7 separate regions of the Mus musculus genome follow, and all the other regions are linked to region 6. The links are chromatin contacts, called in public HiChIP or PLAC-seq and promoter capture Hi-C maps. All regions are on one chromosome and are shown on one strand. The core of a region is the stretch at or near the end of the contact, and the rest is flanking DNA. Distances in the headings are between cores, read along the strand shown.

Region 1 (3,158 bases), core at 89-2,588, 940 kb after region 6:
AGATCAGAGGCAGAGGTCAAGCTGGAGAGTGTAGGGCAGAGGCAGACACTGTAGCAAATCAGGCAACACCATTTAGAGAAACATAAGGGAAAGCCAGAGAGGGACTGGGGGATGGCCTGCTGGGTAGAACTTGGTTTTTTTTTTTCCAGAATAAAAGTCCCAGGGAAGAGCTGGGGCCAAGTTCATGCTCTGCCTGGCCCAGATCCTGGAAAGGAGATGGCTCCCTTAAGTCCGGGGGAGGGGGGGGGGCTTCCTAAAGCCTCACAGCTGGTCCTCCCTGTTGTCCCCTCCCCGTCCCCCAAGAGCCAGCTAGGCTGAGGTTCTGGCTTGGTTGGGGACTTGGGGACCCCACCCCAACCCCAGGGACGGGGCCTGTACTGATTATATCCAAAGAGGAGGCCTAGACTAGTTAAGGGCTTCTGTGGTTTTCTTGGATTCTTTTCCTTTCTTGTTCTGAGGTTTGTTTAACTAGTAGGAGCAGGCTAGTACACAGTGCTACTCTGTTATTTCCCATTTGTTTATATGACTCTGTTTTCCCAGGGCTTCAAATTTGTGCTTTCTGTTGAGAGAGTTCCACTCCCTTCTCCTCCAAGTGGAGGTTTCTCAGCTCACAGTAATCCAGCCCTAGCTTCAGGACTCCAGGGTTTGCCTGAAGAGGGTGGACAGCACCAGCCATGAGGTCGTGAAGGAAAGTCTGACCACACTCACACTCTGTCCTCAGAGTTGCGAGGGGGTTGTCTGTTCTTTTGGAGAAGGGTAACATCATGTGTAGCTGTGGCTGGTCTGAAACTCACTATGAAGAGCAGGTTTGCCTCAAACTCAGCCATTCAAGCGCTGAATTCATGGTGGGGGCCAACATGCCTGGCTGGATGATTGGCTGTTCCCGCTCCTAAAGAAATCTGGACCACAATGCCATCATGTTGTCCCCAGGGAGCCCACTATGGTCCCAGAGAAGGGCATAGTAAAATCACCCTCAGTCAAAGTGAAATCAGAAGACACCGGATCTGGCAGGGAGAATACAAGAAGGTGGGGGTAGGGGTGGTGGTGGGGGTGGGGGTGGTGGGGTAGGGGAGCAGCCCAGGTTCTCTGGCCTGGCTGATCACATAGGAGGATGTCAGCGCAGAGGATGCAGATCAAACACCAGTTCTGTCGAAACTCAGGAAGTTTACCAGATGCTTGGCACCCGCTTGGCCTCAGGAATCTTCACATCCAGGCCTCGTCTTCTGTCCCAGGACTGAGCTACTGCTCCTCCCCAAGACTGACCAGTGACTGGCCGAGCCTCTACTCAGACCCTCCCACCAACTGGGCCCGGACAGGGTGTTTGCAGCATTATAGGCCAGTCAAGATGGGGGAGGCCAAGCAGTTGAGCAGCGCAGTGGGCGGGGCCCAGACCCGGCCCAGGGCTCCGTGATGTCAGCGGGTGCTGGCAGGGAGAGGGGGTCGGCTGTTTTTCTGGAGAGTTAGAGCTGAGTAAGACAAAGCACGTCCCCCGCAGGCGCCATGGAGCTGCTGTCCCGCGTCCTGCTGTGGAAACTGCTGCTTCTTCAGAGTGAGTGTGAGAGTGGGACTGGGCGTGGGGCAACGAGTGGATGAACTGTCTGGGTTTAGGTTGGGAGGGGTGGAGAAAAGGACTGGGCTGGGTGCTCAAAATAGCAATTCGCTTAGAGCAATTCGCGAAGCCTTCAGGTACTCCAAAAGAAATCCCAGAGGTCTTAAGTGGGGAGGATGTGGCCAAGGGTGCCTTCTGTACCCACATTCTGTGTGGCTCCAGGGTCAGCTGCTCAGGATGCATTCCTCCTTGATGTGGGGAGGGAAGTGGACTGGGGCTGACAACTAAGGGGCTAGTAGAGTCTTTCCAGCCTCCTTTTCAGAGCCCCCAGGCCTGTCCACTCTGGCCTGCTGACCAGGCACATTTTTTCTTAAAAGCCTGGGCCCTCAGCCACTTCTGCACAGCGGTATCTTGGGCCAGTGGTGTCAGGTTAGGATTGACTCCCTGTGCCATCTCTTGGGTCTCTGCTCTTGAGGAAGGCTAGCAGGGGAACATACTGCACCTAGGGTGTGTGTGTGTGTGGAGGGGTGGGGATGGGGGAGGGTAGGACAGGGCTATGAATGCCTGAGGTCTGAAAGTTCCTAAAAGCTCAGCACAGACGCACATACAACTTCTGTTTGTCCCAGTGTCATGCTAGAACAGCTCTGGTGGACTTGTTGCTGCAATGTAGCCATGGCTACTTCAAGTTCACACTTTAGAACAAGCCTGCAGAGAGTCACATCCTTTCCTACTTCTCGCTGCCAGATGTCTGGTTTCCCACTCACTCTCCCAGAACTTGTTAAGTGGGTAACATGGCAACAAACCTGCCATGACTGCAGGAGGCCCCAAGTGGTCCTGGGGTGCAAAGGTGAAAAATACCTACAGCGTTATTCCTCCTCTTCTTCCAGGCTCTGCAGTCCTGTCCTCAGGTCAGTATCCCCTATCCAGCTGTGGGCCAGACCCCTTCAGGGTCCACTCCTGTCCTAGTCCTGCCTCCTCTCTTGACTTCTGCCACTGACTCCCCCTTCCCGACAAGGGCCTTCAGGGACCGCAGCAGCCAGCAGCTCTCTGGTGTCTGAGTCTGTGGTGAGCTTGGCAGCCGGAACCCAGGCTGTGCTACGCTGCCAGAGCCCCCGCATGGTGTGGACCCAAGACCGGCTGCATGATCGCCAGCGCGTGGTCCACTGGGACCTCAGCGGGGGCCCGGGCAGCCAACGGCGCCGACTTGTGGATATGTATTCGGCGGGTGAACAGCGCGTGTACGAGCCGCGCGATCGCGACCGCCTCCTGCTGTCGCCTTCTGCTTTCCACGACGGCAACTTCTCGCTGCTCATTCGCGGTACACTGTAGAACCGTAGTGGGCTGAAACTTTGGCAGAAACTGAAACCTTGGCGGCAGGGGTGAGGGTGGGGTGGAGGAGTGGGGAGGTGTGGTGGGTAGGGGGAGGGAGCTGAGAGGCCTTCCTAAGGTTGGAGCCTTGGATGGGCGGGGCCCTAGAAGGGATTGGCCGATTTTAGGGGAGGGGCCATAGAGAGGACGGGTTCCCTCAATCTAAGGGTATCTTCTGCCAAGCAGCTGTGGACAGAGGCGATGAAGGGGTGTACACCTGCAACCTGCACCATCACTACTG
Region 2 (3,458 bases), core at 348-2,847, 900 kb after region 6:
TGTCTTCAGACACTCCAGAAGAGGGCATCAGATTTCTTTATGGATGGTTGTGAGCCACCATGTGGTTGCTGGGATTTGAACTCGGGACCTTCAGAAGAGCAGTCGGCGCTCTTAACCACTGAGCCATCTCTCCAGCCCCCCTGTTGGCATTCTTACTTGGACTGTGTGGTTGGGCTTCAGAGGGAGAGGATGTGCCTAGTCCTGTTGGGACTAGATGTCCTAGGGTGGGGTGGTACCCAAGGGGGGGGGCTCTCCTTTCTCTGAGGAGAAGGGGAGTGGGTGAGAGTGGGAGGGATTTGTAAGGGTGGGACTGGGAGAAGGGGGTGCTGCAATTGGATGTAAAGTGAATACAAAAATAAATTATTGAAAAAAAAAAAGAAAAAACAAGAACCTACAAAAGAACATGAGAAACACTCAAAGACATAAAAACTCAAATTCAGAAACCATAATTGTTTAGTTTCAGATCCTGGGACAGGGAACTCAGGTACATATTTTACATATCAAAGCAGACCTGGCTTGCAGGTTCTCCCAGCATCCCTCAGTTCCTACCTGGCAAGGACACTCTGCCCCCAACCTTAAACTTTCCAGCCCAGGGACTGAGCTGCCCTTCCACCAAAGGCTCCTCCCTATGTAAGCCAGACATTTTGGCCAATCCTCCTCTCTCAATCCTTTGGGCCAAACCTACCTTTAAATGTTCTAATCTGACTTGAATTGGCTCATTTCACCTGTGAAGAAATAACCTATCATCATCAATAATATAAGCAAACGAACAGTAAAGTTAAAAAAAATTCCCAAACAAAACAATATGAGACCCCCCCAAAAAAAATCTCCCAAAATACCTTTGAATTTGTTTTCTGTTGGCCATCTGGACCTGGGGCCTGCCCTTAAGGTGTGGTTTGTAGTATACTATGTAAGACTCCCTGTGTAAGACTTTCCCTCAAGGAAAAACTAATTTTTCTTTTAGGAGCAGCTGGCAATTGGAGATAGCTTCTTGGTTGGGGATGAGAGTCCATGTCTACTTCCTCATCTGGGACCTGACAGACAAATGTTTTACTTTGTTGTTTTTTGAGACAGGGTTTCTCTGTGTAGCCCTGACTGTTCTGGGACTCATTCTGTAGACCAGGCTGGCCTTGAACTCAAGACATCCATCTCCCTCTGCCTCCTGAGTGGATCGAAGGCATGTGCCACCACCATCTGGCTTGGTGGCCAACTTTTTTTTTTTTTTTTTTTTTTGCTTTTCGAGACAGGGTTTCTCTGTGTAGCCCTGGCTGTCCTGGAACTCACTTTGTAGACCAGGCTGCCCTCGAACTCAAGAAATCTGCCTGCCTCTGCCTCCCAAGTGCTGGGATTAAAGGCGTTCGCCACCACCTCCCGGCGGTAGCCAACTTCTTACTCAGACCTTTACTCCAAGTAAAGCTGGTGAATAAGCTAAATTCTGCTGTTGTTTTCTTTCTTTCTTTCTTTTTCTTTTTTAAAAAGATTTATTATATCTAAGTACATTGTAGGTGTCTTCATACTCTCCAGAAGAGGGCGTCAGATCTAACTACGGATGGTTGTGAGCCACCACGTGGTTGCTGGGATTTGACTTTCGGAAGAGCTGTCAGTGCTCTTAACCCTCTCTCCAGCCCCAATTCTGCTGAGTTGACTGCGAGTCCCACTCCGACTGTCAGCTTCGCCTTCATCTCGGTAGAGCTTGTATCTCCCACAGCTCCAGGAGCTCAGCCCTCCACCCCCCGAAACTTGGCCTCTGTACCTGCGGGAGGTTGGGCTCCATCCCCAGGATACATCTTCAGGACAGTAGATACCTTTGTTCATGTGAGCCTTTGACTCAGACTAGCTGTCTTTGGAATGGGTTTACTTGATTTAATTTCCTTTACTTTCTTTTCCTTTTCTTAAACATACTGTTCACATGGCTATTCTTATTTATTTATTCATTTATTCATTCATTCATTTATTTATTTGGGCGTCAGATCTTGTTACAGATGGTTGTGAGCCACCATGTGGTTGCTGGGATTTGAACTCTAGAAGAGCAGTCGGGTGCTCTTACCCACTGAGCCATCTCACCAGCCCAATTTCTTTTACTTTCCTTTAGGGTCAACTGATGCCCACAGAAGAGCGGACCACCGAGTGTTCCTTGGCGGTTTCTGTAGATCTGATTTCCGTCCGGGACTGCTCGCCATCCCCGCCCGCGGGGCTTCCTCCAGTTTATGCTCTAACCATTCTCCCGCGTGCGGACGGTCTGGCACAACGGAACTGAGGGAGCGAGTCTAGAGGCGCCCCGGAAGACAGTGCTCGCACACATCCGGCAGGGCTGGCCTGTCTGACCGTTGACCCGGAAGCGCTTCTGGCAGCCGGTCGGGCTTCGGGAGCCCATCATGGTCTTCCTCACGACGCGGCTCTGGCTGCGGAACCGCCTCACCGATCGCTATTGGCGGGTTCAGGAGGTGCTGAAACACGCTCAGGTGAGTGCGCGAGTCGCGGCCCGAGGCGTGGGGCGGGGGTGGAGGGCCGCGCTGCCATCCCGACACCCTTCTCCCCTCTTCTTCATCCAGCATTTTCGGGGAAGGAAGAATCGCTGCTACCGCCTGGCCGTCAGGGCGGTGACCAGAGCCTTCGTTAAGTGTACGAAGGCCCGCAGACTTAAGAAGCGGAACCTGAGGACCGTAAGCCCGACCCCAACCCCCAGCTTGTCCTTCATCTCCCTAGAGCTAGGCTCTCTTCCAAACCGGCTTCGGGAGCTCAGCCCTCCATGCCCCCGGAGCTTAGCCTTCTGTAGCCGCAGGATGTTGACTTTCATTCCCGAGGAATTCCCTTTACATGTTTGGGCAAAAGTGGTTTTTTGTTTTGTTTTGTTTTGTTTTGTTTTGTTTTGTCATTTGTGAAAGCTGTACTTGTGCGCTGGGTTATAGTTCTTGTAAGTACTTATGAGCTAAGTCAACAGGGCCATAAGAAATGTCATTTCTGACCTTGACAGTAAGAACGTGTTCCCTAAAGGCTCAGCAGATATAGATATAGAGGACATGCTGGTCTTCTATAGCAACTCAAAACTGTCTATACTTCTAGCTCCAAGGGATTTGACTCATTTTGGTCTCCATGTGCACCCACCCACACACATCCTCACAGGACATATCCAAATATATACAAATTAAACAAAACAAACAAACAAACAAACAAACCACCCCAGGACTCCCTAACCTGAATGTGGGTACAGCATGATGGTTGTGTTCACTGTGTGGACAGTGTTGTTGTGGGTTTCTGTTCTGTTCTCAGCTGCACGGGCCTTTGAAGTAGAGTGGTCCTGCCTCGGGACCTGGTGATTTGTTCAGGCCCAAAGTTTCCAGTAGTGTTGTGAACACATGGGAGCATCCATTTACGGGAAGTGAACATTTGCTGCCATTGATGAGGGCCTGGATCAGTCCTGGTCACCCTGAGATTTTTTTTTAGAAAATGCACACTTT
Region 3 (3,250 bases), core at 636-3,135, 770 kb after region 6:
TGGATCTCACTATACAGACCAAATTCCTTTCAAGTGTTGGGATTAAAAGAATCTGTGGGGGTGCTGGTGAGATGGCTTAGTGGTTAAGAGCACCGACTGCTCTTCCGAAGGTCCTGAGTTCAAATCTCAGCAACCACATGGTGGCTCACAACCATCCATAACGAGATCTGACTCCCTCTTCTGGTGTGTCTGAAGACAGCTACAGTGTACTTACATATAATTAATAAATAAATCTTTGGGGGTAAAAAAAGCATTTGTGGGACACCATGCCAGGACATTTAATAGGTCAGAATTATCAGGACAATGTAGGGGGATGCTGCCCCTTATTATATGAATATTTTATTGGGAATCTCCAATCAGCCACAAAAATTAAGTCATGGGCTGGTGAGATGGCTCAGTGGGTAAGAGCACCCGACTGCTCTTCCGAAGGTTCAGAGTTCAAATCCCAGCAACCACATGGTGGCTCACAACCATCCATAACAAGATCTGACTCCCTCTTCTGGATTGTCTGAAGACAGCTACAGTGTACTTACATATAATAAATAAATGAATCTTTAAAAAAAAATTAAGTCATGTTATAGTATAAAAGTTAGCAGATTGCCTTTATTCAAATGAATAAAACTACATGACATAGAGAGGATTCAGGACTCGAGTATATCTCCCTATACCTCTGGTGGTGTCGGAGATACTGTTGAATTGAAAAATGTCTAACAAAACTGGTTCATCAGAGGCCCCTACTAGGCAGGTGGATGTCCTAGATGCTAGTAGAATCAAACAAGAATGTCAACTGAAGACACAGAGGCCAGGAAACCAGATCTACCCTGCACCAAGACATCTGCTGGGGGACATCATTAAGGTTCAGGGGTATCATGGCTACTAATCTCTGGGGAACTCTAGGTACACTGTAGCTTGGGGTTCACCACCCTGCCTAGGGCTGACCTTGGGTGGGATAATGACATTCAGATACTTGTTGCATCAGAAGCAACAGGCCACAGTGGAATATATAGCCAGGAGACATTCTATAAGCAGCCAATCTTGCTCTGTCCCCAAGCCCACTAGCTCCTTAAGAGCCTTCCTGGCATCTCTGCTTTTCTTATTGGTTCTGAACCCAAAGGAGGCAGAAAGGACGATTTCTCACTGCCCAGTCCACTCAAGCACATTTAAACAGAAACACAAACCCTGACACATCAGACGGCATCCTCAAGAGAAACAAACCAAACCCGAACTGTCAAGCGCTCACCTGTCTGGAGGTCCAGTGTCCCCCACCCGCCTTGAGAATCGGGCAGGAGCCCTGATGCTTGGAGACTTGGGACTGGCCTCCGCCGTGCTGACCTTCCTCTCTGAAAGCCCCAGGAGATCCAAACCTATGGCCAGGGGTGCTGAGACGCAGTTAACATCTGAGAAGGGACAGAGGCCGCTGGTCGCCTTAAAAAGCTCCCATGGGTCTGGTGGCTGGGACACGCTGCATCACCCCCACGCACCGAGAACGCGCAACGGGCACGAGCTGGGTCCAGGGGGAGAAGCACCAAAAGCCCGTCGCGCTGAAGGGCCGAGGTCAGCCAACAAAACCGCAGCCCCGTCAGGACGATCAGGACCCCTAGGCCCCGTGCCACCGCCCCCGTCGCTGGGAGGACGCCCGGCCCGGCCCCCCACTTGCCAAGAGTTTCCGCGCTCGTTCGGCCCAGGAATACCCGCCCCTGAGCAGCGCAGAGGCTGACAGTGGAGCCTCGGCTCGCCACCGAGACGCCAGCTGCAGCCCGCCGTCCTCCGCCCCCTAACAGTGTTTAGCAAGGCCGCCTCTCTTGCGCTAGCCCACCAGGGAGCCCCACCACGGCTCCCCGACTACAGTCGCGGGGCGCCGCACAGATTGCCGGGAGCTGTAGTTTGCAGAGCCAGCCCGGGGGCGGGACAGACGACTCCCAGGAGGCTCTGCGCGTGACGCACTATGCTTAGGGTCAGGGGGCGGGGCTTATAGCTACCAAGGCACCCCGAGCATGACGTACACGTCTGGTCTGGTAGCAAAGGGACCGACGGACGCGTTATGCATGGTCAGCGGGAGCTCTGTTTCTCTAAAGAAGAAACTGGAAATGCCTGCGTCTCGGCATTCTTGGAACAGAGAGGGAGCGTTGAAAGGGGATGGGCGCAAAGTCGCACCCGGAAGTGCGTGTGGGCGGAGCCAGCCCTGCACAGGTCTCCTGCGCAGTACTAGTTCCCAGGACGCTCTCTGTTGCCTTGGAGACAGAAGTTTCGGGTGACGTCTTGCCTGAAATGGGTGGGGTTTCCAGAGATGTAGCGAAAACGCATCCAAAGTAATTCTTTTGGCTTTTTTTTTTCTTTTTGAAATAAGGTTTCACTATGTAGCAACGTGTAGCAACATATTGCAACATAGCCTGGGCCTCACTATGTTGATCCTGCTGACCCCGAGCTCATGGAGCCCCACCTGCTTCTGCCTCGAGAGTGCTGGAAATTAAAGCATGCACTACCACACCCTGCACGACTTAATTTATTTTATAATCAGAGTTGCGCCCATCTTTTTTCTTTTGTTTTCCTATCCTCTATCTGGAGCGGGGTGGGAATCAACTCAGACCTACTGAGCAACCCCCTACCCAGCTACTGATTTTAGTCCTACAGGCATAAAGTTAACAAGCAGTCATCCTGGCCTTTGTGTTTATAAACAGTATACTGCCTTGATTTACATGTATTAGACAGTTCTATGAAGTTCCTCAGACCACAACAACATAGTTCTCCAGCAACTCTCCCCACAAGCTTTGCCCCCATGTGCAAGTTACCTCCATATGTATTGTAACTGTCCCCTCACCAGCTTGCTGTCTAGGTGTATTCCACTGCTGCACACTACCACATATGAACCCAGTCTATTCCGGCACAATCGTAATTGTTCTTTGTTCTTTTCTTTACATTTATTTATTTTTGTTGAGGGAGGGGACACCAGTGCCATAAGCTGTAACCTCCCCCAGCCTGAAACAAGCTGATCCAGACCTTGACCTTGAGGCCACTAGGGAGATTACCTGGGGTGGAGCCTTCCTGCCTAGATGGCTCTATTGTTCTGCCACCTGCCACTGCTCCTCCAAGACACTGCTACCTGCTGAGAGGCCGCTGAGATATACCTGAAGAACACCCTATCCTGCAAGTCGCCTACAGGCTGGCTCCAGACACCAGAAATGGACTGGCAGGGGATGGGCCTTCCCTGTTATGAGCACACTCTCTTAGTAAACTGGCGGGCCTTGAACAG
Region 4 (3,123 bases), core at 192-2,691, 600 kb before region 6:
CTTAACACTAACAAGTTTCTTGCTACTGGGCTGGAGAGATGGCTCAACAGAAAAGAGCTCCAACTGCTCTTGCAGACGCCCTGGGTTCAAGTCCCAGCACCCACATGCTAGCTCATAACTATCTGTAACTCCTCATAACCCCTGGGGAATCCAATGACCTCTTAAGACTTCCATGGGCACCAGGCATGACATGCCTGTGGCGCACATACATACATACATACACACAGGCACAACACTTAAATACATACAATAAATATATCTTAAAAAACAAACCAACTAACCAGAGATTTCTAGCTTTAGGTGTTTGGAGAAGGGTGGCAGGGAGCCTCTACCTAGCTCTCGACACCCTGTTCTCTGGCTGAGTCTTTACTTTTTCAAAGCCCTGAGACCCTTCCCTCTCTCAGGCCGTGCTGTGAGCGCATGGTCCGAGGCTTCTCTCTGGACCATGGGCAGAAAGAAGGGTCTGTCCCCAGAAGGGAACACAGCAGAGGTGCATTCAATCAATGAACTCTGATGGATAAACAGAGGCCCAGAGGCTCAAGGCCCGGAGGCTGGAGCAGCTTGCCTGAATCCACAAACAGCAACTTTCAAGCTTGGTGCCCACACACCTGGGTAGGGAGCCATTGCTATCAGGGCATACTGGCATGCAGTCACGAATGGCTCCACACAGTACCTGGGACCCTGCAGCTGGTCACTCAAGTGACAAACACACCCAAGCATCTACTTAGGAGCTACCAAATCCTGTCTGGGCTCCAGGCATGATGTGGAGGCCGCTAAAATCTCATCTTGGTGGCTACCAACTCAGATCTCGGCCCCTGGGACCAGGCCCATGCCCAAATTCATCTTTCTCGCTCAACCTCAAAATAGATCTCTGCTCCTTATTTACAGATATGGGAACCAAGGTAGTGGGTTGGGGACAGGTGCTCACCACCGTCCAGTCTATAAGTGCCGCCCTCTGCTTTCTGGGACAGCCCTCTCCCTCTGGAAGGCACTGCGGAGCCTGGCTAGAGGACTAGACACCAAAGCCACCAAGGTGGGATAAGGGCACGAGGGGGTCAGGCCACTCAGCCTATCTAAACAGATCGTCTTTCTAGCTCCCGGAAGAGTCACTTCCACGCCCCCCCCTCCCGGGACTTCCCAGGAGTCTCTGCGTTCAAGTGTCTAACCAGGTCCACTGCAAAGTGTCCCTTGGACTGTGGCTCAGGGCAGCTAGGCTCCAGATCCCCGGCTTTCAGCCCAAGAGAGAGGGCGGGGCGCGATGAAGTCGCCGAGGTACAGGAGGGGCGGGAGCGGAGAGGGGAATGGAGCAGAGGTGCTCCGGGCGCCCCAGGTGGTCTTCCCCTTGGCTGACTCTCCAGTCCCCAGACTCACCTGTGCGCGCAACCGAGGGTCGGCCGGGAGGGTGTAGCCTGCAGTGCCGCTGGGTCCCCGCGTCCCGGGGCCGGCCGGTCCCGCCCTCTCTACTTCCTGCGCGGTGGGCGGTCGGGCGAGCGGTCGGGCGGAGCCGGGGCCAGGTGGGCTCCGCCAGCGGCTGCGCGGCCGGAGGGCGGGACGCGCCCTGGGCACCTGCTGCACCACCACCGCCTCACCTGGCCGCGCCGGCTGCGTCACCGCTCTACCTGGGTCCGCCTGCGTTCACGTGACCCGTCTGGTGGTTCGGGCGGGAGTCCGCCCTCGGGTACTGTCTACCCTCCCTCCCGCTCCTACGCCCGCTTCCTTCTGTGCCTCACTCCCAGGTCCGCCGCCTCCTCCAGGAAGCCTTCGGAGAAATCCCGGGCCTGCGGGAACCTGTTTGTTGAAAGAAAGCCCCGCCCTCTGCATTCTTTGCAGCTGGCTGCTTCATGGCAGCCCTGGCCAGGATCTCCCAGAACACCTTTCATGGTTTAACCTATCCACCACAACCTCATTTTACTGAGAACTCTGAAGGCTGGAAATTCTGCTAGCCACACAGATCTGGCCGCGAGTCTCCAGATCTCAGGAAAACAGCTACCAAGTCTATGTAGTGTCCTCAAGAATGAGGAGGTAATAACGACCCCCATGTTTAGGGGGTCAGGCTCCTCATGTGGAAAAGGATGGGGTCTGCACCATTGCCCTCCGAAGTGCTAATCAAACCTGAGATCCCAAGGGTGGCTCTGATCAAGGTGAGAAGAGGAGGGTAGGCAAGAGGCATAGTGAGTGTAAGAGCCAAGAAACGAGGGAACACGTCCAGGAGGGTAGCCTGAGGCGGAGGCACAGAGAACACAGAGCAGGGTGGATTGGAGGCGGAGGCTGGAAGTGCCCAGTTCCCATTGGAGAGTGGGGTCCTCTTAAAGGCAGGGGGGTCAGGACTGGGCTGACACGGCCCTGACCATCCTGACTCTGCCAGGTATGTTTAGTCCAGACTCACCTTCCCCAGGCTGTCCCAGGTTCCTGGGAGCTGGGGTTACAGGCAGACACCATTACAGCTATTTTTTTCTTTTTCTTTTTTTTTTTGATGATGCAACATTGTATTCAGATGGTTTGTTATCCCCAAGACCCCTCAGGGCATGGCCATCAGAGCAGAACCTCAACCACTCTGGGACAAGAAGAGAGACCGTATCTGTTAAAACAGCCACCTCTCGGGCTGATGAAATGGCTCAGCAGTTAAGAGCGCCGACTGTTCTTCCAAAGGTCCTGAGTTCAAATCCCAGCAACCACATGGTGGCTCACAACCAACCGTAACAAAATCTGATGCTCTCTTCTGGAGTGTCTGAAGACAGCTACAGTGTACTTACATATAATAAATAAATAAGTAAATATTAAAATAAAAACAGCTGCCTCTCACTGTGGCTTGCTCTGCCTGGCTCACTAGGCTGTGCGTGACAGGGACATGACCTGGGTGTAACCCGAGGTCCTGAGACACAGCCAGTACTAGTCCCCATCCTGACCCACCTCTGTCATCTGTTTTTCAGGAAAGAGCTGTGACCTCACACCACGGCCCTCACACACGGTTCATGCAGTGTAGCCCCAGAGCTTGCTCTGACAGAGGTGATGCCGGAGACTCTGGGTTGGCACTTTCACTTTCTTGGCCAACAGTGTGGGGTTGTATGCCCTGGTGACACTCCTGTCTAGCTACTTACTGCCTGTGCCCTGGTCTTCCTATGC
Region 5 (3,083 bases), core at 515-3,014, 860 kb after region 6:
GGTGACCCTGGACCTCAATCTGAAGGCTCTGAATGTCTATATGGAGATTTGAGTCTGTGGGGCTCAAGAGACCATTGCCAAAAGTGGACAGGATCTCACAGTGTACCCCAACTAGCCTGGAACTTACTGTACAGAGCAGTCCAGCTTCAAACTCAGAGATCTGTCTGTCTCTGCCTCCCAAGTATTGGAATTAAAGGCATGAGCTCAAGACTTTTTTTTTTCCTACAAGAGCAGAGAATTGACTCACCAAGTGCCAGACTCTCTCTCAGAGGGTCTGCATATTATACCTATTTAAATTAGGGCTTCCCTATAGGATCTTTTGAAAAACAGAACACCCGCATAAACACAAAATTGAGAATGGAAACATCCTTCAATAAGTATTCATTCAACAAAGCTGACATTTCAGGCTTTTAAAAAATTTTTTATGTATTTGAGTTTTTGCCTGCATATAAGTATGTATATGTCTGGTACCCTTAGAAGCCAGAGGAGTCCTTGGATGCCCTGAAACTGGGGTTACAGAAGGTTTTGAGCTGTCATATAGGTGCACAGAATTGAACACAGGTCCACTACAATAGCAACAAGTGCTCTTAGCCTTTCAGCCATCTCTGCAGCCCCCTGCAGGCTCTTAAAAATATTTCAACTAGCTAGGCATAGTGACACACGCCTCAGGAGGCCGTGGCAGGTGGAGCTGTGATTTCTCTGACAGCCTGGTCTACAGGAGTCTCAGCCAGGGCTGCACAGTCTTTATAAAAACAAGAACAAACAAAGCAAAATAATCAAAAAAATCCACCTTACATTACACTTTGGCACAAACTGTCAACATCAAAACAAAAATGTGTCATTTGTTGGGAAAAGTCCTGGCCTTTGGGATCCATCAATGCTAAAATCTGTCTCAGAGAGGATCAACCTTTACGGACACCCTCACCTCACGTTCCACAGTGGAATGCTATCATCCAATAGTAAACACGACATCTACTCTCTCCTTTTTAAGTGAGAGATTGCTATTAACTACCACAACACAGGATCGCCTGACCTGGCTATGACTTTTGGCCTGCACCACGTGGAGGCAGCTAGAAAGCCCAACAGTAAAGTAGGTAAGGCCAACATTGGCACAGGGTCTCTCCTACGACCTACGTGTTGACAGCTACAAGTGCAAGAGGGTGGCAGGATCGGGGTCTCCCCCAATGCAGGACGGCTATGACCAAATGTCCCATAAGCGGCCATTCAGGTCACCTGAAAGGTACGGCTGCGAACGACCACTGTGCTGCTAAGACGTCAAGAGGACCAAAGTCCTAAGGGCAGCAGCTAGTGCCTCCGAGAGAAACCTCCCATTTCCCAGGGCCTCGGCCCGCCAAGCCCAGCCCGCGCACTCACGCGAGTGCTCCAACTCGCGAGCCGCTTTGGCCGCACGTTCCAGGCCCGTCGGGTCGAAGTTGCTCCATTTGTCCTTGGGCGATGGCCGGTCTCCCGCCCCGCGGTCACCGCCGCCCTCCGCCCCGGGTTGAGCGGGCGGCAAGGGCAGCGGAGGCCCTGTGCCTTCGCCCTTGGGGCCCTTGATGCCGAAGAGCCACGACATGGTCTGCAAGCTCCGCGCGCCCTCGGCGGACCGTACCGGAGCGTGACTCGCGAGGCTCCTCGCAGTCACCACGCGCCGCGGGCGCGACTCACTGCGCAGGCGCGAGCCACACCCCTTCCTTCTGGACGACGGAAACCTAGGAGGGTCAAGACGTTCTCAGCCGCCGGATTGGCCGCTGACATAGGGACGCCAGTGGCGTCGGTGGCACGATTTGCCCAGCTTTCTAAGGAGGCGGAACTGGACAGAGCTCCTGGACCAGGCAAATAGGAGCAAAGTTTTCGAGGTGGGTGTGCCTTCATCCTAGAAAACTTTTTTTTTTTTTTTTTTTTTTTTAAGCAAAGGTGCTATTCCTCTGGGGTCGTTCTGTACCTGTCGCTATAGGCATTTATGGAGACGCCCCAGCCACAGAGCCCACAGACGATCAGAGACACTGGACTCACACCACGGAGGGTCAGAACTCTTCTGCTGTGAATCCTACCCAAAGAACAGAAGAGGAAGGGAAAACCTGAAGGTGCTGTGGGTCTCCCGGAGCTAATTTTTTCCGGACTTGAGATGCCTCAGGTCACTGCAACTAAGGGCGAAGTAATCGGGGTGAGACCTCCAGCCGGGAGGACTAGAGAAGGGGTCCCTGGCGCCCCTCGACCGGCCGGGCACCCCTGCTGTGACCCCACGCTTTCTCGGAGCCGGATTCATGTATATCTGTGGCTGCTTTGAGCGTCTCCAGGCCAGCGGCTCCTACAGCCAAGCGTGCATAAGAATAAGAGAGTTACTTAGGTCAGAGACTTGGGCGCCTCTGACAAACAATCCTGCACCATTCTGCTACGATTGCTCAGGCGGTGTTTTGAGCCCGATCCTCTTTGGTGTTTTGGCAACCCACGGCGGCTATTGGCATGCTGCTGCTTTGCAGTACAAGCCAGAAAGCCAAGCCGACTCCCAGAGCCTGCAGAGGGTACATTACACTCAGGAGCTACTTAGAGTGAGGGCTGGTGCTCCAGGCTTGTGCTTGTTAGCCAGTGAGCGCTCCTTGGGAGCCTGCTGAGCCAGGTGCCTGCTCTGGACCTAGGGTTGACCTAACCTTTGGGCAAGTGGAAGGTAGCATGGACAGTGGCAGTTGTCACTAGGAACCCACATTTACCAAAGTCAGCGTCTTGGGTCCAGGCATCTTTCATAAAACCGGTTGAGTTCACAGAATTGTTTGGACTGTTTTTTAACACTGGACAAAAGGCAATTTTAAATGATAAAAAAGGAAGTTGAAGGTATGTTATTAGTCGTATTTATTTTTTATAAAACTTTAATTTTTTAAAATCTTACTATTAATGATAGTTCTTGAGTGCTGTAACCTTCCTTATAGCCCACCACCCATCAGAGATAGTGGAAAAAGGATATGGGGGAGGTAGACCTGTTTAGAAATGGTTCTTTGGAACAACTCCTGTCTATGTTGTCTGAAAATCAACAGTTCATTTCCCAGGTTAACAGCAGCAGCTCCATCCATTCCCATACACTTCAC
Region 6 (3,060 bases), core at 128-2,627:
CAGGGCTCAGGCAGATCAGCAACCAGTCTAACTAGGCTCTACACAAGCCCTGAGAGCCCCCAGGTTGAATACAGCTAGCCTTGGGGGCCCTGGAGAGGTGGTGTGGAGTGTGGGGAATGAGCTCCAAGCTGGGTGTGCCCAGGGATCTCGCTTAGCCGGCACTGCCTATCATGACAGGCAGTCTGTGGCAACAGAGGACTGCAATGAGCCATGGCTAAGGCACTGGGCTCCAAGGTCCCTCCTGTTTATGAAATAGCAGACTTCTGAGGACAGGCCTGCCTTGGACCAACACCCATTAGAAGACTCAAAGAAGGGCTGGCTGAAGCACCAGTGTCAGTTTCCATGAGACAAACTGGAGAGCAGAGCAGATGGCAGTAGCAAGAAGGTACATAAGAGAGCGGTGGCCACTCTGTCCTCCTGTTGTCCCTGGTTAGACTCATGCCCACAAACAGTCACACTTACCGCTTGAAGCCCAGCTCCTTATAGATTTGCTTGCTCTCATCAAGGTAGAGTTCTAGAAAGGAAAGCCACAGCTATGTGCCCCAGGCTTCCTACAGTCTGTCCCCTCCACTTACTGTATCCAGCTCCACCCACCCAAGCCATGAGTAGCAAGGCAGGATTGAATGTCACCACTGCTTAAACGGGAAGGGCAAGAGTCACTGGGACTTTGCCACTAGGTCTGGGCACCAGCCAGGGCACAGGCTGAAGGCAGGGCAGGGAAGAGCTGCATATGCTGACACATGAATATGTTCTTGTTGGGCCTAGAAAGGGAGAGGTCAGCCCAGGCTCTGAGTCCGGGAAGAGTCGCACCTCCTGAGAAGTAACCACCATCCAGAAACTCCTGCAGGCCCAGGGCCTCAGGCCCCACGCCCACCAGGCGCACATCGTGTTGGTCCAGGATGCTCCGGAGGTTGCTGAGGTCCTGGGCGATCCAGCGGCACACCATGCAGCCGAAGCGTCGCAGACCGGCCACCACACAAGCTTTCTCCTGCCATAGGCTCCGCAGCTCCACAGCCTACAGAATGGATCGGTCAGGGGACATGGGCTCACCAACCCCCTATGCCCGGCAGCCTCACATGTCCCGCAGCGTGCTGCTCCAAGATTCGCAGCTGACTGGTCCTCCTGATGGTTCCTCTGTGGACCATGAGCTGTACCCACGCCCAGTACGCGAACTCATAGGACCCCTCAGGACCTCCACTCCAACCCATGTGAGTTGCCAAGGCTCTGGGCCAGGTATTAGGGGAGGCGTTCTCCGCCCTGCGCGAGCCAAATCTCACCTCCCCAGTCACTGCATGTTTCAAGACACACGCTCCTACGCGACCAAGGTCCACCACATTCATGGCCTCCTCCGTCCCTTTCTGCTCCACGGTCCCTTCTCGCAGCCTGGGGAGGCTCACTCTGTCCTGCGCAGCCTCTTCAGCCAGCCTATGCCCCGCCCATAATCCCGCCCCAGTCCTGGTGGGCACCACCTCCAGGGGGTTCAGGTCACATGACTGTGCGCTTGTCTCGCCCCAGGCTCCGCCCCTGATATTAGTATACAGGCACACCCTCTCTCCAAAGAGACAATCACTGCAGATCTCTTTGCCTAAGCCTAGGTTGTTCTCATATGTATAAGCTTATTAGCCAATGGCGTAGCAGGTAAAGCTCAATGGACAGTCTGCAAGCGGTGCGCCTGCGCAGAATGCGTTTGCGTGGCTCTCTAGCGTTTGCGTAGCTCTCCACTAGCATCAGGTGGTCCCTAGTAGTGCAGCAGGGTGGTAGAATTAGAGCCAAAAAGTTGAAACGGGGAATCGAACTCACAAATCACTAGTGTGAGGAACAGTAGGGCAGCCGGCACTTACAGTAGTGAAAGGACCAGCCTTTCCAAGTCTAAGTTCCTGCTTTGCATTTTCGCGAAATCCTATTAACTTCCATCGTAAAGTACCATTTCCTGCTGTGTGGATGTCAGTTTTTAAACTACGGGCTCTCATGTACAACAATCCAAAGGAGATAAACAGGAGCTCGCAGTGGTGTGTCCCTAGGAAGAGTAGAAGGCTCAGGAATCCACGTGTTCTGTCCTTTCCTCACTAAGTAAGCCCTGTGATGCTTTCTAGGGCCATGTTCAAGCATCTGACAGATGTAGAGGCTAGGAAAGGAAGAGAGCCACCACAAGATACCTAGCTGAGGCTGAACAGCCAGGCAGGAAGTTAGGAACCATACATATCACTGTGTCAAAAGGAGAAGCTAGAGAGATGGCTCAGTGGTTAAGAGCACTAGCTGCTCTTGCAGAGGGCCCACGGTTTGGTTCCCAGCATCCCTACAGCGACTCACAATCCTCTGCAAGTCCAGCTTGAGGGCATCTGATGCTCCCTTACGGTCTCTTCAGGCACCAGGCACTCACATTGGGCCCAAACCTATGCAAGCAAGAGTAGGCTGGGGAGGTGACTCGGTAAAATGACAGAGACCTGTAATCCCATGTCCTGGGGGAAGCAAAGGCATGAGAATCAGCAATAGACCTTGTCTCAAGAAATACGATTGAGAGGCACTGAGTAAAACACTCAACCGCTGGACTCCCCGGGCACACACAAGTGCACACAGGTGTGCAAAGGTACATTTTAAAAAAGGAAAGAAAATAAAGTTGCAGAATCAGGAGGAGCTGGTCCTGTAGAGCAACTGGTCCTGGAAGCACCACCAGAAGAAATCCAGAGATGGGGCTTCCTCTGCTTCCTGTTAAGTGTTGAGGGGTACAATGCGAGGGTCCCAGGAGCATGGGAAGATGTCTGCAGAAAGTGCTGCATGTTGAACAGGAAGAGCCAGCAGGCCCTTCCCTGAGGCTGCTCACTCACATATGCCTACACAGTGTGACAGAACCCACCTCGTCTTCATGGAGCCCCAGGTAAGACAGGTCATCAGGAGCAGAGGATTGTAGAGTCTTTGTTCCAAGTTTTATAGGTTAGAGGTACCTAGTCCAAGGACCTGAAAACACTTGTGGCCATTCCTTTCCCAGCTCAAGGACCTGAAAACACTCGTGGCCATTCCTTTCCTGTATTTCCAGAATCCTTCCAGGGATGTTGATTTCCT
Region 7 (3,496 bases), core at 596-3,095, 700 kb after region 6:
TTTTTATTGTACAAGCTCCCTGAATCCTTTTTTTTTTTTTTTTTTACAGAAACTGGCACACTTTACATTGTGCATGAAGTCATACCAAATAACACCAACCAATCATTGCTGCAAGAACACCTCAGCTCCCATAAGAGAACACCAATTTATGAGCAGCAGTGTTTCCTAGCGTACATATGTTTTTTTGCTTTTAGAAGCACAATGTTTTAATTATAGAAAGCAAGGACTCTTGATATTTTCCTACTGCTTATTAGTAGGTTTTAGGATTGTATTGTCAGGATCACTTTAAAAATTACTAGTTGAGGGCTGGAGAGATGACTCAGTGGTTAAGAGCACTGACTGCTATTCTGAAGGTACCGAGTTCAAATCCCAGCAACCACATGGTAGTTCACACCCATCCAAAATGAGATCTGATGCCCTCTTCTGGGGTGTCTGAAGACAGCTACAGTGTACTTACACATAATAAATAATTAAATTTAAAAAAATTACTAGTTGAACCAGGCATAGTAACACATGCTTGTCATCTGAGCACTGTGGGGTAAGAGCAAGGTCAGGGTCAGCCCTGGCTGTACATCAAATCCGAAGCCAGCCAGGGATACACCAGCCCTGTCTCAAAACAAAACAAATACAAAACAACAATGACCAAATAAAACAACTCAATTAAAAAATGCTTACATAGGTGCGCATAATTCCAGAGTGTGAGAGGCAGAGATGTCTATTTCTGTGAGTTCAAGACTAGCCTGATGTACACAGTGAGTTCCAGGCCAGACAGGGGTACATAGTGAGACACTATCTTTTTTTTTTTTTTTTTTTTTTTCGAGACAGGGTTTCTCTGTGTAGCTCTGGCTGTCCTAGAACTCACTTTGTAGACCAGGCTGGCCTCGAACTCAGAAATTCCCCTGCCTCTGCCTCCTGAGTGCTGGGATTAAAGGTGTGTGCCACCATGCCGGCTCAGTGAGACACTATCTTAAAAGACAAAAACAAACAAAGGAAAGAACCCAACAACAACAAAATTCTTGCGTAAGTTTCTGAGTTGAGTTTCATTTTTAAAAATCGTTAAAACTTGGCTTGTGGTTAGGACAGAATTTCCAACTGATACGGTTCTAAAACATACGTCAATTCAACAAAATCAAACACACTTTGGTTTTGATAAAATCAAAACATCAACTCTGAAAAATGCTGAAGATACTCTATGTCCAGTGGTATGGGATATTCAGTCAAGATTTAATGATCTGTGCGAAAATTTAAAAAGCACATCTTCTCATTCGTAAGCCAGTTTGCCTTTGCTTTTAAGTGGTAAAACTGCACTGTGCCATTGTGTTCTAAAGACTTGTTTTTTGTTTGCTGAGACAGGGTCTCTCTACATAGACCTGGTTGTCCAGGAACTCACTAAGTGGACCAGGCTGGTCTCCGGCACCGGGCAAAGAATTGTTTTAAGATAGACTTAAGGTTGATTATCAGTAAACGTTTGATTTGCATATGGAAAGGGTTTTCTAGTGGAAAAGGTTTAAGAAGCTCCAACTCACTGTGCGAGATCTGAAGGAGAAACCTTACTAGTTTTCAAACAACCAAGAAAAAAACAAAGGAAGGTTTCACCAAAAGCAGAGCTGAGGCAAGGCACAACCTCAAACCTCTCCACAAAATGACCTTCAGGGATAAAAGGGGCCAGGAAGCATCTCACAGCCGGCGGCTACTTGGGGAGATCAGGCGACAGAGCAAGCGTCCTGCAGGAAGGCGGGGCCTCTGAGGCTCGACCAATGAGCGCCCCGTCGCTATGCTGCTGGCCCCGCCCCCATGGTGCTGACCCCGCCCCCATCCCGGCAGCGTCCAAGACTCGGAGAGCACGGGGGTTCCTCGCACGTTCGCCACTGAGCGCTTCTCGTCTTGTGACTTTCTGGTCAGATTTTAGGATCCTTGAAATCAAGCCCCTGGGTCTGACCTAGAGGGCGGCACCTTCGCGGCCTCAGAGGATTGGCTCCTTCACCTTGGTCTCGGTGGAACGTTCCGGAATGTACCACAGGCCAGAGGAGCGACACCTGCACGCTGGCCCAGCATGGCGGACCCCGCAGAGGTGGGACGCTCCGGAGGCGCCCACAGGAGGCCGCAAGGCGGTGCTGTGGCCCCGCATCGTCGCCCGCCCCGTGGTTTGCGGTGGGCCGCTACGGAAGGTGCGAACGCGCCGTGAGGGTGTCCTGGCTCCCCGTGGTGGGCCGCGGTGGAACGTTCTGGAAGGTGCCATTGTGTGCCTGTGTGGAGTGTGTCCTTCCCCCCCCCCCCGTAACAGCTTCCGGTGCGTCACGTCCGGCTCTCTCCCCGCCCACCCGTGTGTGTGTCCCAAATCTAAACCCTTAGGAGGGCTGTGGGAGGGCTCGCGGCTCTCGCCCTTGACTCTGGACCGCTCTGCCTAAAGCTGCTCGGCCCCGAGGCGGGCGCGGGCTGCATCTTCCGTGGGCGTGGGCTGAGGCTCTGCATAAACTCCAGTGGCAGCCCCAGAACTGAACCCCATCGGGGGCCGGGGGCATCCCGTCCTGGAGTCAGCCCGGGTTGGCACCGGGCGCGCAGGTGGCGGGCTTCGCCGGGCTGGACGCACAGGTAGGGTGGGGACAGTGATGGGCACCGGGGCGGGGGGATCGCGGGCGGGCTGTGACTGCAGCAGGCGCCGGAAAGGAAGCGATACCCAATGACAGGTGCAGGCACCCTGTCATCTGTCGGCGTGTACTGATTTTGCCTCCCCAAACGTCTTATTTTGTGCCGTGGAATGGGCGACTCAGCCAGGTCCCAAGCCTCAACTTTATTTTAGCCTGCCAGCGGTTTTTCTCCAACCGGTACTTTTCAGGCATGAAACAGGCTCTTTGCAGCATTGATGTTTTGAACCCTTGAAATGCAAAATAAAACAAAAAGTAAAACTGCAGACTGGGGGTGGGGGTGGGGGGGCCCTTGTTCAGTGTTTGTCTAGTCGCCCGCTCATGGGATGAATGTACTCTATTAAAAAAAACTGGAAAATAATTTTTTGTGCTTTTTTTTCTTTTTCTTTTTTCTTTTAAGACAGGATCTTTACAGGGTAGCCCAGTCTGGCCTTAAACTTGTGACCCTCCTGCCTCATCCTCTCAGTACCGCAATTATGGGACTGTACTACAAGTATCCCTGGTTGCAGAGCACATTTGAAAGCACACCGAGAGAATTTTAAATAGCAAAAGAAGGCCCATTAAGTGAAGAGATAGGAAGGCTTTTATATTAAAGTGATTCATTTCCAGTGCAGAAGATGGAGAGACAGAACAACATGAAGGACCTGTCCACAAGATGGAGATCCTGTGGCTGGTAATGTGGATGTCCCCAACTGTTTATGTCTTAATCTGAGCACACCACACCAGTGATCCTGAAAAGATCCATTCTTCAGAAGTGATAAACACTATCATAAAGCCACAGGGTGCAATGTGCTACTTTAGTCAGGAGTGAGTGACTGTCCCTTCCGTACAAATTCTTCACTACTGAGTGA

Evidence for each region. Promoter capture Hi-C pulls out the DNA fragments that hold promoters and counts their contacts. HiChIP or PLAC-seq counts read pairs in DNA pulled down with a chosen protein or histone mark.
Region 1: a contact with region 6 is called in an H3K4me3 HiChIP or PLAC-seq map of bone marrow-derived macrophages, with 5 times the contacts expected there. The contact joins the promoter of Mxra8 here to the promoter of Prxl2b in region 6. A contact is called at or near these places in 3 of 39 promoter capture datasets (liver, pre-B cells and stem cell-derived epiblast-like cells) and 1 of 115 datasets of contacts at active chromatin or transcription factors (bone marrow-derived macrophages).
Region 2: a promoter capture Hi-C map of pre-B cells shows a contact between it and region 6, with 4 times the contacts expected there. The contact joins the promoter of Mrpl20 here to the promoter of Prxl2b in region 6. A contact is called at or near these places in 4 of 39 promoter capture datasets (erythroid cells, liver, pre-B cells and 1 more).
Region 3: an H3K4me3 HiChIP or PLAC-seq map of bone marrow-derived macrophages shows a contact between it and region 6, with 7 times the contacts expected there. The contact joins the promoter of Mib2 here to the promoter of Prxl2b in region 6. A contact is called at or near these places in 4 of 39 promoter capture datasets (the C10 cell line, cranial neural crest, liver and 1 more) and 1 of 115 datasets of contacts at active chromatin or transcription factors (bone marrow-derived macrophages).
Region 4: a promoter capture Hi-C map of embryonic stem cells shows a contact between it and region 6, with 4 times the contacts expected there. The contact joins the promoter of Arhgef16 here to the promoter of Prxl2b in region 6. A contact is called at or near these places in 2 of 39 promoter capture datasets (embryonic stem cells and liver).
Region 5: a contact with region 6 is called in a promoter capture Hi-C map of pre-B cells, with 2.2 times the contacts expected there. The contact joins the promoter of Atad3aos here to the promoter of Prxl2b in region 6. A contact is called at or near these places in 2 of 39 promoter capture datasets (cranial neural crest and pre-B cells).
Region 7: a promoter capture Hi-C map of pre-B cells shows a contact between it and region 6, with 5 times the contacts expected there. The contact joins the promoter of Slc35e2 here to the promoter of Prxl2b in region 6. A contact is called at or near these places in 1 of 39 promoter capture datasets (pre-B cells) and 1 of 115 datasets of contacts at active chromatin or transcription factors (bone marrow-derived macrophages).

The regions. Positions count from the first base shown.
Region 1 is chr4:155,838,342-155,841,499 of GRCm38.p6, forward strand. It overlaps Mxra8 (matrix-remodelling associated 8), which reads left to right and starts at 1,339. Exons shown (of 10, transcript NM_024263.4): 1 at 1,339-1,549; 2 at 2,437-2,457; 3 at 2,565-2,867; 4 at 3,104-3,158. The coding sequence starts at 1,501.
Region 2 is chr4:155,801,281-155,804,738 of GRCm38.p6, forward strand. It overlaps Mrpl20 (mitochondrial ribosomal protein L20), which reads left to right and starts at 1,598. Exons shown (of 5, transcript NM_025570.3): 1 at 1,598-1,815; 2 at 2,093-2,462; 3 at 2,553-2,663. The coding sequence starts at 2,376.
Region 3 is chr4:155,667,334-155,670,583 of GRCm38.p6, forward strand. It overlaps Mib2 (mindbomb E3 ubiquitin protein ligase 2), which reads right to left and starts at 1,886. Exons shown (of 20, transcript NM_001369164.1): 1 at 1,241-1,886.
Region 4 is chr4:154,298,454-154,301,576 of GRCm38.p6, forward strand. It overlaps Arhgef16 (Rho guanine nucleotide exchange factor (GEF) 16), which reads right to left and starts at 1,442. Exons shown (of 15, transcript NM_001112744.1): 1 at 1,372-1,442. It overlaps Gm52687 (predicted gene, 52687), which reads left to right and starts at 1,191. Exons shown (of 3, transcript NR_168682.1): 1 at 1,191-1,272; 2 at 1,737-2,022; 3 at 2,514-2,802.
Region 5 is chr4:155,759,428-155,762,510 of GRCm38.p6, forward strand. It overlaps Atad3aos (ATPase family, AAA domain containing 3A, opposite strand), which reads left to right and starts at 1,765. Exons shown (of 3, transcript NR_027972.1): 1 at 1,765-1,859; 2 at 1,958-2,350. Atad3a (ATPase family, AAA domain containing 3A) reads right to left here and starts at 1,671. Exons shown (of 16, transcript NM_179203.3): 1 at 1,375-1,671. The coding sequence starts at 1,576.
Region 6 is chr4:154,897,666-154,900,725 of GRCm38.p6, forward strand. It overlaps Prxl2b (peroxiredoxin like 2B), which reads right to left and starts at 1,378. Exons shown (of 7, transcript NM_025582.3): 1 at 1,278-1,378; 2 at 811-1,015; 3 at 463-514. The coding sequence starts at 1,340. It overlaps Gm52690 (a long non-coding RNA gene), which reads left to right. Exons shown (of 2, transcript XR_003955190.1): 1 at 1-385; 2 at 766-3,060.
Region 7 is chr4:155,599,571-155,603,066 of GRCm38.p6, forward strand. It overlaps Slc35e2 (solute carrier family 35, member E2), which reads left to right and starts at 1,846. Exons shown (of 9, transcript NM_177186.4): 1 at 1,846-2,168.